3 separate regions of the Ovis aries genome follow, and all the other regions are linked to region 1. Evidence: chromatin contacts called from public Hi-C data. All regions are on one chromosome and are shown on one strand. The core of a region is the stretch at or near the end of the contact, and the rest is flanking DNA. Distances in the headings are between cores, read along the strand shown.

Evidence for each region. Hi-C and Micro-C count contacts between places; a contact is called where the count stands out from the background.
Region 2: a Hi-C map of hypothalamus shows a contact between it and region 1, with 5 times the contacts expected there. The contact joins the promoter of PDE7A here to the promoter of RRS1 in region 1. A contact is called at or near these places in 7 of 16 Hi-C or Micro-C datasets (blood, hypothalamus, liver and 2 more).
Region 3: a contact with region 1 is called in a Hi-C map of hypothalamus, with 6 times the contacts expected there. The contact joins the enhancer-like site here to the promoter of RRS1 in region 1. A contact is called at or near these places in 11 of 16 Hi-C or Micro-C datasets (blood, hypothalamus, liver and 5 more).

What each region holds. Positions count from the first base shown.
Region 1 is chr9:43,654,486-43,658,335 of ARS-UI_Ramb_v3.0, forward strand. It overlaps RRS1 (ribosome biogenesis regulator 1 homolog), which reads left to right and starts at 1,858. Exons shown (of 1, transcript XM_015097790.4): 1 at 1,858-3,502. The coding sequence starts at 1,975. The coding sequence ends at 3,072.
Region 2 is chr9:43,182,790-43,186,639 of ARS-UI_Ramb_v3.0, forward strand. It overlaps PDE7A (phosphodiesterase 7A), which reads right to left and starts at 2,140. Exons shown (of 14, transcript XM_060393438.1): 1 at 2,038-2,140; 2 at 1,776-1,927. The coding sequence starts at 1,913.
Region 3 is chr9:43,344,190-43,348,039 of ARS-UI_Ramb_v3.0, forward strand. No RefSeq gene overlaps it. Among named protein-coding and RNA genes, the nearest start is that of DNAJC5B, 17 kb to the right of the region's middle. Within about 2 kb of position 2,047, at least 5 of the 54 cell types and tissues checked have an H3K27ac peak or open chromatin away from gene starts, as enhancers often do. A contact at or near this core is called in hypothalamus, where this site is marked.

The DNA.
Region 1 (3,850 bases), core at 608-3,107:
TTTAAAAAGAGGAAGAAAGAATATTAGAGTCAAATTCCTGAGGCATAAATTGCAGTCAAGAAATGTTTGCTGAGTGAATGAACAGAGCAGAGCTGAGAAAAGTCAATCAGCTCAAGAAGAGCCCAAACTCAGGAAGCAAGTGTGACAGGCGTGTGTCTAAAGCCCTCTTTAGCAGACATTCAAGTGAATCTATTTCCTAATTGCTATAATGTCCATTTCTACGGGTTAATTCTTCAGCTAACCCCTTCTTCACTACTCCCAGTGAAGTGAAAGTCACTCAGTCATGTCCAACTCTTTGCAACTCCATGGACTATACAGTCTGTGGAATTCTTTAGGCAAGAATACTGGAGTGGGTTGCCATTCCCCTCTCCAGGGGATCTTGACAACCCAAGGATTGAACTAGGGTCTGGGTTCATACAACAGGCAGCTTCTTTACCATCTGAGCCTCCGGGGAAGCCATGAAAGTCAAAATGTTAGCTGCTCAGTTGAATCCAATTCTTTGAGAACCCATGGACTGTAGCCTGCTGGGCTTCTCTGTTCATAGAATTCTGGAGATCACTGAGCAACTAACCCCTTTCATTTCCATTAATCACTAAGATATTTTGTTAAAATAAAAGTTCTGAGTCATAACATCTGGGCTAAGGCCAGAGACTCTGCATTTCTAATAAGCTCCCAGATGCTGCTGTACTGCTGGTCAACAGACCACACTTTTTTGAGTATCAAGAGTCTGGAAGACATTGCAGAGAATATGTATGTAGTTTTAGAGCCAGAGTTTAGACTTCTCCTGCTCCCATACTTCCTGGCTGTATAACCTTAGACAAGTCATTTTACTTCTCTGAGCCTGCTTCTGTCACCAGCGGAATATAGTGAATAACAGTAGCCAACACTTACTGAATGCTTACAATGTACCAGGAACTAATGATTCATATTCATCAACTTATGAATAGGACTTAAGTTAAACAACCTGACCAATGTGGGTACAAGAAACCCAGATCTTATTCTAGGTAGCTTGATTCAAGAACCTGGTGTTTAATCACTGTATAAGACTGCCTTTTCAGCAGAGTTCCCAGAGCCATGATGAGAATTAAACAATTACTGGTATTTAGCTCACATTTATTGAGCACTCATATGCCCAAGACTCCAGTGTAAGCTCCCTTGGGAGCATATTAACTCATTTATCTTCACGGCAGACCTGGGAGGTAATATTTGCAACCCCATCTTACAGGTTTAAGAATAGGCACAAACAAGTTACACAGCCGAAGGTCAAACACCAGAGCGGTCAAGGTCGGAACCCCGGCGGTCTAACAGCTGAGCCCCGCGCTCTTCTGCCATCAGCCAGGAGAGAAGGTGGCCCTGGGCTCCGGAGACCAGACTTGAAGTCGCCAGGATGGGGGCACAGCCGCGCCCCTTCAGGGCGGTCTAACCGCCAGACCCGCTCGCTCCCAAAGAAAACAAAGTCTCCGTCTCCACTTAGCTTTCTGTACATCCCCAGGTGAAGTGCCCACACCCGGGGGCACACCATGAACAGGTGTCAAGGCTCTGGTGAAAATGACTGGCTAAACAACTTGAGAACTGACTTTTACACACACTAAAACTAACAGTCGCTCCCGGGCCCGCTTAGTCCGCGGCCCCCTAACTTGCCCAGCTCGCACAGGACCACCCCCTCCCGCAGGGGCATCCTGGGAGCCAAGGTCCCAATCAGGCCTCGGAATTCGTAGATTCGGCTCCGCCTACCTCCGGGCTCCACCCCAAAGGCTGCCTCTAATCTCATCTGCTCTCTAACACCGCCCTCTGCCGGCCGTTCCTCGGGTAGCCCGCTCCTTGAGCCCCTTCCGGGTGCCCCGGAAGCGGAACTTTCTCTTCCGGGTCGAGCGTCCGGGAAGTCGCACGTGTCTGGGGTGCCGCGGCTTTAACCCTTGTAGGAGGAGTCGTGACTAGAACTGTCTCCCAGAGGTAGCGAGCCGAACCGGAGCCATGGAGGGCCAGAGCGTGGAGGAGCTGCTGGCAAAGGCGGAGCGGGACGAGGCAGAGAAGCTACAGCGCATCACGGTGCAGAAGGAATTGGAGCTGGAGTTCGACCTGGGTAATTTGCTGGCCTCTGACCGGAACCCCCCGACCGGGCTGCGGCACGCGGGACCCACACAGGAGGCCGAGCTGAGGGCCCTGGCGCGGGACAACACGCAGCTGCTCATCAACCAGCTGTGGCAGCTGCCTACCGAGCGCGTGGAGGAGGCGCTGGTGGCACGGCTGCCGGAACCCAGCACTCGTCTGCCGCGCGAGAAGCCGGTGCCCAGGCCGCGGCCTCTTACTCGCTGGCAGCAGTTTGCGCGCCTCAAGGGCATCCGTCCCAAGAAGAAAACCAATCTGGTGTGGGACGAGGTGAGCGGCCAGTGGCGCCGCCGCTGGGGCTACCAGCGAGCCCGCGACGACACCAAGGAGTGGCTGATCGAGGTGCCGGGCAATGCCGACCCCATGGAGGACCAGTTCGCCAAGCGGATTCAGGCTAAGAAGGAACGGGTGGCCAAGAACGAACTGAACCGGCTGCGTAACCTGGCCCGCGCGCACAAGATGCAGCTGCCCAGCGCGGCCGGCATGCACCCTACTGGACACCAGAGTAAGGAGGAGCTGGGCCGCGCCATGCAGGTGGCCAAGGTCTCCACTGCCTCTGTGGGGCGCTTCCAGGAGCGCCTGCCCAAGGAGAAGGCGCCCAGGGGCTCTGGCAAGAAGAGGAAGTTTCAGCCTCTTTTCGGGGACTTTGCGGCCGAGAGAAAGAGCCAGTTGGAGATGCTGCGAGTGATGAACAGCAAAAAGCCTCAGTTGGACATTACGAGGGCCACCAATAAGCAGATGAGAGAGGAGGACCAGGAGGAGGCGGCCAAGCGGAGGAAAATGAGTCAGAAGGGCAAGAGAAAGGGGGCCCGACAGGGTCCCGGGGGTAAGAGGAAGGGGGGCCCGCCCAGCCAAGGAGGGAAGAGGAAAGGGGGTTTGGGAGGCAAGATGAATTCCGGACCTCCCGGCCTGAGTGGCAAGAGAAAAGGGGGGCAACACCAAGGAGGAAAGAGGAGGAAGTAAATTTCATCCTTGGACCTTCTCCTAAACCAAGAACTGTACTTAATGCTAAGTTCTAGATACAGTACCCAGATGCACAAGATTTGGCCACTGCCTTCACTGAGCTTGAGGTTAAAGGGCCAGGTTTACCCTCCTCTGAAGATGATATGTAAATGTTGGACTGGACAAATTAATGTATTTCCCACAACCAAAACTCTGGCTGGAGATTAAAGGTTGTATTTAAGAACATCTGAATTAGGGAAAGAATCTGTGAAAACTAGGAATGAGTTTTACTTTTAAACAGCCTTTTTTTTCCCTCTCTTTAAACTTTGGATGGGGTTTAAGGGAGAGACTTAACAGCTGGTTTCTGCATTATTTTGATGACAAGTTTGTGTATTTATCAAAGCATGTGGGAACAGAAAGGTTACATTTTAAGTAAAACCAATGACCTGGATACCTGGTACAGATTATTTTCATTTACTTTCTAGAAAACATAGCAGTTACATTATGATTTCAGCAAGACCACTTTTATTAGAAAAACTCATCCTGCTTTCGGTGTCAGATATAATACTGAAAGTGTGTCTCTTTCAAAAACAAAATTTGATGCTTTTCAACACTGAAAACATTAATTTGCTGTAAATGATAAATTTGGACTTCACTAAATAATGGTAATAATCCTCAATCTCAGTTTTTTTTTTTTTTTTTTTAATGTTTATTTATTTGGCTGTGCTGGGTCTTAGTTGCAGTATGTGGGATCTAGTTCCCAGACTAGGGATTGAACCCAGGTCCCCTGTATCGGGAG
Region 2 (3,850 bases), core at 890-3,389, 470 kb before region 1:
ATAGTCCAAAGGATGCCAAAGAGTCAGACACGACTAAGCGACTAAGCATGGCATGGCATTACAGTGTGACTATCCAATATTTGCTTCATCTGCCACAATCAATTTTAAAATTCCACTACCCTTTATATCTAAAGCTAGGAAATGAGCTAAGAAGGAATGGGGCTTAAAATTGGTCTCTGAGGATTAATTAAGGCATCAGGTAAAACCCCTGGCATCAGCCTTACTTGTATTAATTCCCTTGGAATCTCTGATATCATTCATTTTCTCCTTGGGGAGCACAACTAACCTTATTCACCTTTTATAATTTTACAAGTGATAACTGATTGCCTTCATTATAACATTTAGACTGAACCGGAAATGAGTATTAGTCATGCATTGCTGATATGAGAAAGGAAAACAAGTTACTACCATTAAAAACCTTTTTAATCCATTAGTATCTTTACAATTTTTTAAAATTTGGAACCTGAAAATGCTTTAAACAGTACTGTAAGGGCAGATCATGGATCTAACTTTCAAAACAACTACATAACATTATTTTTAAATGTCACTTACAGTAATCTACAAGTTGACTCTGACCTCATTAGCATACCACTTTGTCCTGTGAAAGAAGTCTGATTTTAAATAAAAACAATTCAAAGAAACCCAAATATACGCTTCTGCTCTCTCTCTCCAAACTATTTAGGCAAAGAAGCAAATGACAAATATTTACTGGACACATCTACTCTAAGAAATCTCTATCGGGTGCTACCCACTGTACCAGTAAAAAACAAAAAGAAATACAGACCGGGCTCAAGTTATTTACAATATATCGGGGGGTGGGGGAGAGATATGCTCCCATAAAAGAAGCTAATACTAGTCAACAGGAAAAATAAACATATGTGACTTAAAATGTGATCATGAACACGTAACGTTCTGGGAGCAGAAATGGAGGGCAATCAGTTCAAATGTAAACAAAATTCTTTTGTCCTCCCTATTTTAAAACTGGCGACCAAAATCAGCCAGAAATAAGAGGCTGGGCCAACAGCATCACTAGGGAGGAAAAAAAAAACGAAATTCTCAGGAGCAACTGGTATTGGACCATTCAAAACAAAGTCTTCCTGTGAGTGCTCCATCAGTAGTTTTTCTCTTAAAAATCTTATCAAATTAAAAATAAAACTGATTCCTGGCTATCAACTTTCCGGAAACCGAAGCTTTGAGGAGGCACTCTGAATACTTGTTTCTCTGACCTCACTTAGGGTCCATCAACAGACTTGAATAAGTAAGGAGACGAGCAACCGAGAATCGGCCTATTGTTCGGAGAACTGAAGGACTATCCCAGCACCGCGGGGCGCGCGGGAGGCGCAAACCCAGCACAGGTGTGTAGGGGTGAGGGGTGGCCAGGTGTGCCAGGACCACAAGTAAGGAAAAAAGAGGCCCAACTTCCAGACTGAGACGTCGAGAAAAGGAAGACGACTTAAGTCATTCCAGACCCTTAAGCCGCTGAACACAGAGGGGGTCGCGCCTGGGGAGGGTACGAAGGGGTTCCCAGAGCCCACCTGGGTTCAGCCTCGAGCAGGCCGGGGTGGGGGGTGGGGTGAGGTTTGAGTCCCGAGGATCAGAGAAAAGCCTCTCGAATCGAGGGGGGTCAGCCTAGACATCCCCAAACAACGGGAAGTGCTGGTCGGGGGGGTGAACGGCGAGGACTGGGGAGTAGGGGTCGCGGAGGTGAAGCCAGGTGGAAGGAGGTAAACAAAAGAGCAGCCCCCAAGTGTGGGGCCCCCGGCGGCGGCGTTTACCTGGGAGAGCTGCCGGGGATTGGGGCAGCCGAAGAGCGCGGAGCTGGAGCTGAAGCTGATGGCTCCTCGGCGGCTGAGGACGTGCTGGGGGACCGGCCTGTCCAGAGGCAGCACCGGCAGCTGGTAACATACTTCCATTGAATACGCCCGCCCTGCCCCCGCGCGGCGCCCGCCCTGCCGCGGCCGCCGGCCCCTGCGCTTGGAAGGGGCCGCGGCTCGGGGGCGCCGGGCCGAGGCGGGGGCAGGGCGGGCGGGCGCCGACCCCGGGCCGGGAAGCCGCGCTCACGCCTCCCCCACCCCAACACTCCGCCGGGGCCGCCGGCGGGAAGGCGCTGCTGCGGCCGCGGCGACAGTTAACGAAGACCAGCGCGCGCCCGGCTCCCGGGGTGCAAGCGACGGCAGCACCCGCCAAATCGGAGGGGAAACCCCGGCGTCCCCAGGCTGTTCGGCCCAGAGGAGAGGGTCCGGGGCGGGGGGTGGGAGGGCAGCGGAGCAGGAGCGGAGCAAAAACAGAGCAAAGCGGTGCAAGAACACACAGCTGGAGCCAGCAGCGAGACCCAGCGCGCGCGGGGCTCGGATGCAGGCACCAGCTCCGGCCGCGGTCCTGCCCCCTCCCCACCCCTCCCCCGGAGCCTGACTTCACTCCGCCGCCGGCGCGAGCCCGGCGTAATTCACACTTTGCAGCCGCGGACCCTGCGCCAACCACGGCCGCCGCCACCGTGACGTCACGACGCCGCGCCGCAGGCCCCGCGCCGCCGCAGCGCCTGGGGAGCCGGGCTAGCGGTGGTGGGGTTGAGCCGCCCTCCCTCGGGGCCGCACCTCGGGGCTCACTCACCATCCCCCTCCCGCTGCCCTCCTCCCCGACCCATCCTCGTGCTACAGCACTCCGCCACCCCGGCCAAGGCGCGTGCGCACGAGGCTCCTCTGTGTGGGGATATTACCCCCTATCGCTAAACTCTGGCGTTGGGGCGCGCTGAAGGTGTGGGGTGGGCTCCGCCTACGCGAGAGGCGCGATTCCGGCCTTTTCGCTTCGGAAAGCCCAAGCACGCTGCCCAGTCGCAGCGCTCAACCCTGACCGCGGGGTCATCGCCGTGTTTCCCTCCTTGAATTCCCATCCTTGGGGCTCACTGGGGACCGCTGCGGCAGTGACGTCGGCGGGCCGCGCGGCACCGAACTCCCCTCTACGTCACTGCCAGCACCCGGGAGGGTCGGGGTCGAGCGCTCTGCTGGCAGGTGCGGGCCCCGGGGCCGTCCCGGGTGGAGGGGCGGAGAGCAGAGCCCAGTAAAGCGGGCGTGAGGAGGGGGGCGATGGGTTGGAGGGAAAATACCCGAGACTGAGAAAGAAGAAGTGAGAGTATGCACTGGAAAAAATGAGAAGAATGAAAATGAGAAGACAGAGCGGGAAAAGAGACTGCACGCCCTTTTACCAAACGTGTTTTTGTTTCTTGGCTTCGATTTTTAGAAGGCAGGAGGAAAAAAACTATTGACCGGAGTTGTAGACTGCAGGTTTATTTTGTCACGTTTCTCCCCAAACCATGAACGCTTTTCAGCTGCAACACTTTGTTTCAAGTGCATTCCACCTCTGGGACATCAGCCTAAACCAGCTTTCCCCGGTTGGCAAAATTGCTTGGGCTCTGCTCTCAGGGGACCCATCCTTCCACTTACGTGCTATGACCAGCCACTGGCAAGGTGGCAGGTCTTTGAACGTACTGCATAGCCCGTTCAGATGAGATCAGATATCATACGCTCATGATTCCATAAATCAACAGAAGTCTGCAAAACCTTTTATCATCTTTCCACGGCATCTGTTTCTTGTGTATCACTTAAAACTTTCTATGTCTTTGCGGGTATTTTTCAACTTGTCCGCTTTTCTACTATTAAAAAGACATCACTTCCACTGTGGTTTCATGGATTTTTGTTGTTGTTGTTGTTTTCACTAAGTGGAAGCTTCCCTTTAGCGCAACTTTTACCAACCGATGTCCTTGGACTCATGGATAGGAGCCAGATGGAAAGTTAAAGTATTGGGCCTCATGCTACTGCAGGAGGGAATGAAAACTAGCAACAGATCCCCTTGC
Region 3 (3,850 bases), core at 797-3,296, 310 kb before region 1:
TGGGTGCCCCACTTTATACATCAAACTCACACTGGTCATCTATTTTACATATGGCAATGTGCATGTTTCAATGCTATTCTTGCAAATCATCTCACCCTCTCCTCCTTCCATTGAATCCGAAAGTCTGTTCTTTATGTCTGTGGCTTCTTTGCTGCCCTGTATGTAGGATCGTCAGTATCATCTTTCCAGATTCCATATATACACGTTAATCTATGACATTTGTCTTGCTCTTTCTGACTTACTTCACTCTGTATAACAGGCTCTAGGTTCATCCACCTCATTAGAACTGACTCAAATGCATTCCTTTTTATGGCTGAGTGACATTCCATTGTGTATATGTACAACTTGCTTATCCATTCATCTGCCGATGGACATCTAGGTTGCCTCTATGTCCTAGCTATTATCGTAAATAGTGCTGCAGTGAACACTGGGGTACAGGTGTCTTTTTCAAGCAAGGTGAAAAGACAGCCCTCAGAATGGGAGAAAATAATAGCAAACAAAACATCTGACAAAGAATTAATCTCCAAAACATACAAGCAGCTCATCCAGCTCAATACCAGAAAAATGAACAACCCAATCAAAAAGTGGGCAGAAGACCCAAACAGATATTTCTCCAAAGAAAACATACAGGGGCATAATAAACACATGCTGCTCAGCATCGCTCTTTATTAGAGAAATGCAAATCAAAACCACAATGAAGTATCACCTCACACTAGTCAGAATGGCCACCATCAGAAAGTCTACAGACAATAAATGCTGGAGAGGGTGTGCAGAAAAGGGAACCTTCTCACACCATCGGTGGGAATGCAAACGGATACAACCACTATGGAGAACAGTATGGAGAGTCCTTAAAAAACTAGGAATGAAACTAGCATATGACCCAGCAATCCCACTGCTGGACATATACCCTGGAGTGTGCTTTTAAGTGTAGAAGAGTTGTTTCCTCTTCTAACGGGTAACGAGAAGCTGTAAATTCAAGGTAGCTGAGGGTGAGGCCAGTGCAGCCATTTCAGACTGCAGTGTGCTCCTGCCTTTAAAACACTTACCCCACCTTGCTGGTTGAGGAACACCGGACTAAGATCTGGTGTTTCGGGACCTCTGTGATGTGCCAGAGAAAGAGAGAGTGAGCGAGCAAGAGCAGGAGTGGCTCCCGGCCTCTGCCTCCCCCAGCAGCAGCCAGCAGGCACTGATGTGCTGGTTGTGGATTTGCTGCCTGGAGCTCTTGGGTCTTCTGCTCTGGCCCAGTCAACGGGTGTGAGACCTCTGAATTGCAGAAACTGCCCCTAAATTTCCCCCTTCAGATGGAAACTTCAGAACAGATTTTTATAAGGTTATGTTTTAAATCCCCCAAATGCCTAGCTCCTCGACACTATTGCAAAACTTCAGCTCCAGAAGAATGCAGCAAAAGGGCGGTGTCCCCTCTAGCCATGTCTTGCCCCACCCTGATATTTCCATGAGTGTTTTTCTTGGTGATTCTCAGAATCTCAGGTAGCAGAGGGAGCTGCGTCAGCGATGAGTTATCTGTCTGTGCGTGTGTTCAGTCCTGTCCAACTCTTTGTGACCCCACTGTGGCACGCCAGGCTCCTCTGTCCATGGAATTTTCCAGGCAAGAATACTAGAGTGAATTGTCATTCCCAACTCCAGGGATTTCACCCATCCAAGGGTTGAATCCCGGTCTCCTGCGTCTCCTGCACTGACAAGCAGATACTTTATCATTGTGCTACCTGAGAAGTCCAGGGATATTAAACAGAATGGGTGATTTGGGGTGAGGACTGTTTAGAAGCTGAAATTCCTGTTTACAGTTCATTACATTTTCAACACCAGAGGGCGATACAGTCACAGGGAATAGCTGCTCGGCTTCATATTCTTAAAGTGAGATCAAATGTTGAAAATTGTTCTTTGACTGTTTCGCTCTGTCTCTAAAAAAGACACAGCAAAGGCTTTTGACACCACTTTCTGGATGTCCAACTCCTGACACCTGGTCCTGGGACACCCACCAGAGGGTTCTGGGCACAGTTACAGCTTCCTTTGTGGGGAAGCCCTTGTCACTGACCCTCCCACCCCATGCTGAGACTGTCCATGCTTGGCTCTCTGGGAGGGTGTGGATTGTATCCCAGGTAAGAGCTACTTCGTGTGGGGACCCAGCTCGTTACTTCCAGGGCCAGTCATTTAACCGGTTTCCTGAGTTCTATACTTAGTGTCTGGCCCTGATAGAATGGAGAGGCCCGAGAGAGAAGACTCTGCAAGGAGGGCTGAAGGACTGCAGGGGTCCTGTGGCTCCCCTGTAGGCTCAGACAGTAAAGAATCTGCCTGCAATGTGGGAGACCCAGGTTCGATCCCTGGGTCGGGAAGATCCCCTGGAGAAAGGGAATGGCTACCCACCCCAGTATTCTTGCCTGGGAAATCCCGGACAGAGCAGCCTGGGTCCATAGGGTCACACAGTGACCCTACACAGTCCATAGGGTCACACAGAGCTGGACACGACTGAGTGATGAGGGCTTTCACTAGTTTCACTTTATCGGTTGTTGCCCTGGCAGTTGGTGGGTCTCTGGTGGTGGCCAGCGGACCAGTCTGTGTGTTTGTGGCCCTGGATCAGCACTCACCGACGGTCTCTGGCTGCGAGGACATTCTGACAGGATGCCCATGGCTTCCAGAGCACTCTGGACAGTGGTGCAGGGCTCATGGAAGAGTCTGGGAGAAGCAAGAGCGGAGCAGTTGGGAATGCCCACGGGAGGCGTGACAGGTGTGCTGGGGGCCCTGGAAGGGGTGACAGGGCTCAGCTTTGGATCTTTGAGCCTTTGAGGAGAGCCCAAGCTGCACAAGTGCCCACCTTGGAAGACAGGAGGGAGACAGCATCAGAGCCTATCTGATCCTGCAGGCTTAGAAGCCATGGGTGTGTGTGTGCCCCTGGCTACATAACTCACTCGGAAAGGAGACTGTCTATGGGTGGTCCAGTGGCTAAGACTCTGAGCTTGCAATGCAGGGGATCAGGGCTTGATCCCTGGTCAGGGAACTGGATCCCACAGGCCTCAACTACGAGTTTGTGTGCTGCAACTAAGACCGAGCGAAGCCAAATAAACACAAAAAGAAGAGAAAGAAAGGGACCTGTCTACTTTCACCCACTGGGAGAGGCATCTCAGCTCTAGCTATTCAGTCTGTGCACCTTGCAAAGGCATTCAGCAGACAGCGAGACTGTGCTTAGCAATGACATGTCAGTTGTAAAGCACCACTTACTCCACAAGACAGAAGAAGGTCGTGCAGACCAAAAAGCTGTGCCAATGAATTGATTACAAGTTAGTGGGCCCTACCTGTTCATCTGAAAGTCAAACCTTTAGCAAACTGAGGGGGAAATGTGTATTTACAGTGCTGCTGCTGCTCCAAAGCCATTTCATTCGTGTCTGACTCTGTGTGACCTTATGGACCAAGGCCCGCCAGGCTCTTCTGTCCATGGGATTCTCCAGGCAAGAATACTGGAGTGGGTTGTCATGCCCTCCTCCAAAGGATCTTCCCGACCCAGGGATCGAACCTGTGTCTCTTATGTCTCCTGCATTGGCAGGCAGGTTCTTTACCATTGGTGCCACCTGGGAAGCCCTGTACCTACAACAGAGGGCACAAAGTCGTTGCCATTATCCCAATGAATAAGTTGAAATGTTCCCCTGGAAAATCCACCGTGGACACTAGAAACTGGTGCAAGTTCAGAGGACTGCCCTGCTTCCAGGCCTCTGGTTTTTGCAGGAGCTGCTTGACCACGTGTACAAAACAGAGAGGATTCTCGGCTATTTATGATTCTGTTTCTCAATTGAGCCTTTCAAATTAACAAGGATATAAAAGGACAGATTTGGAAGTAGAG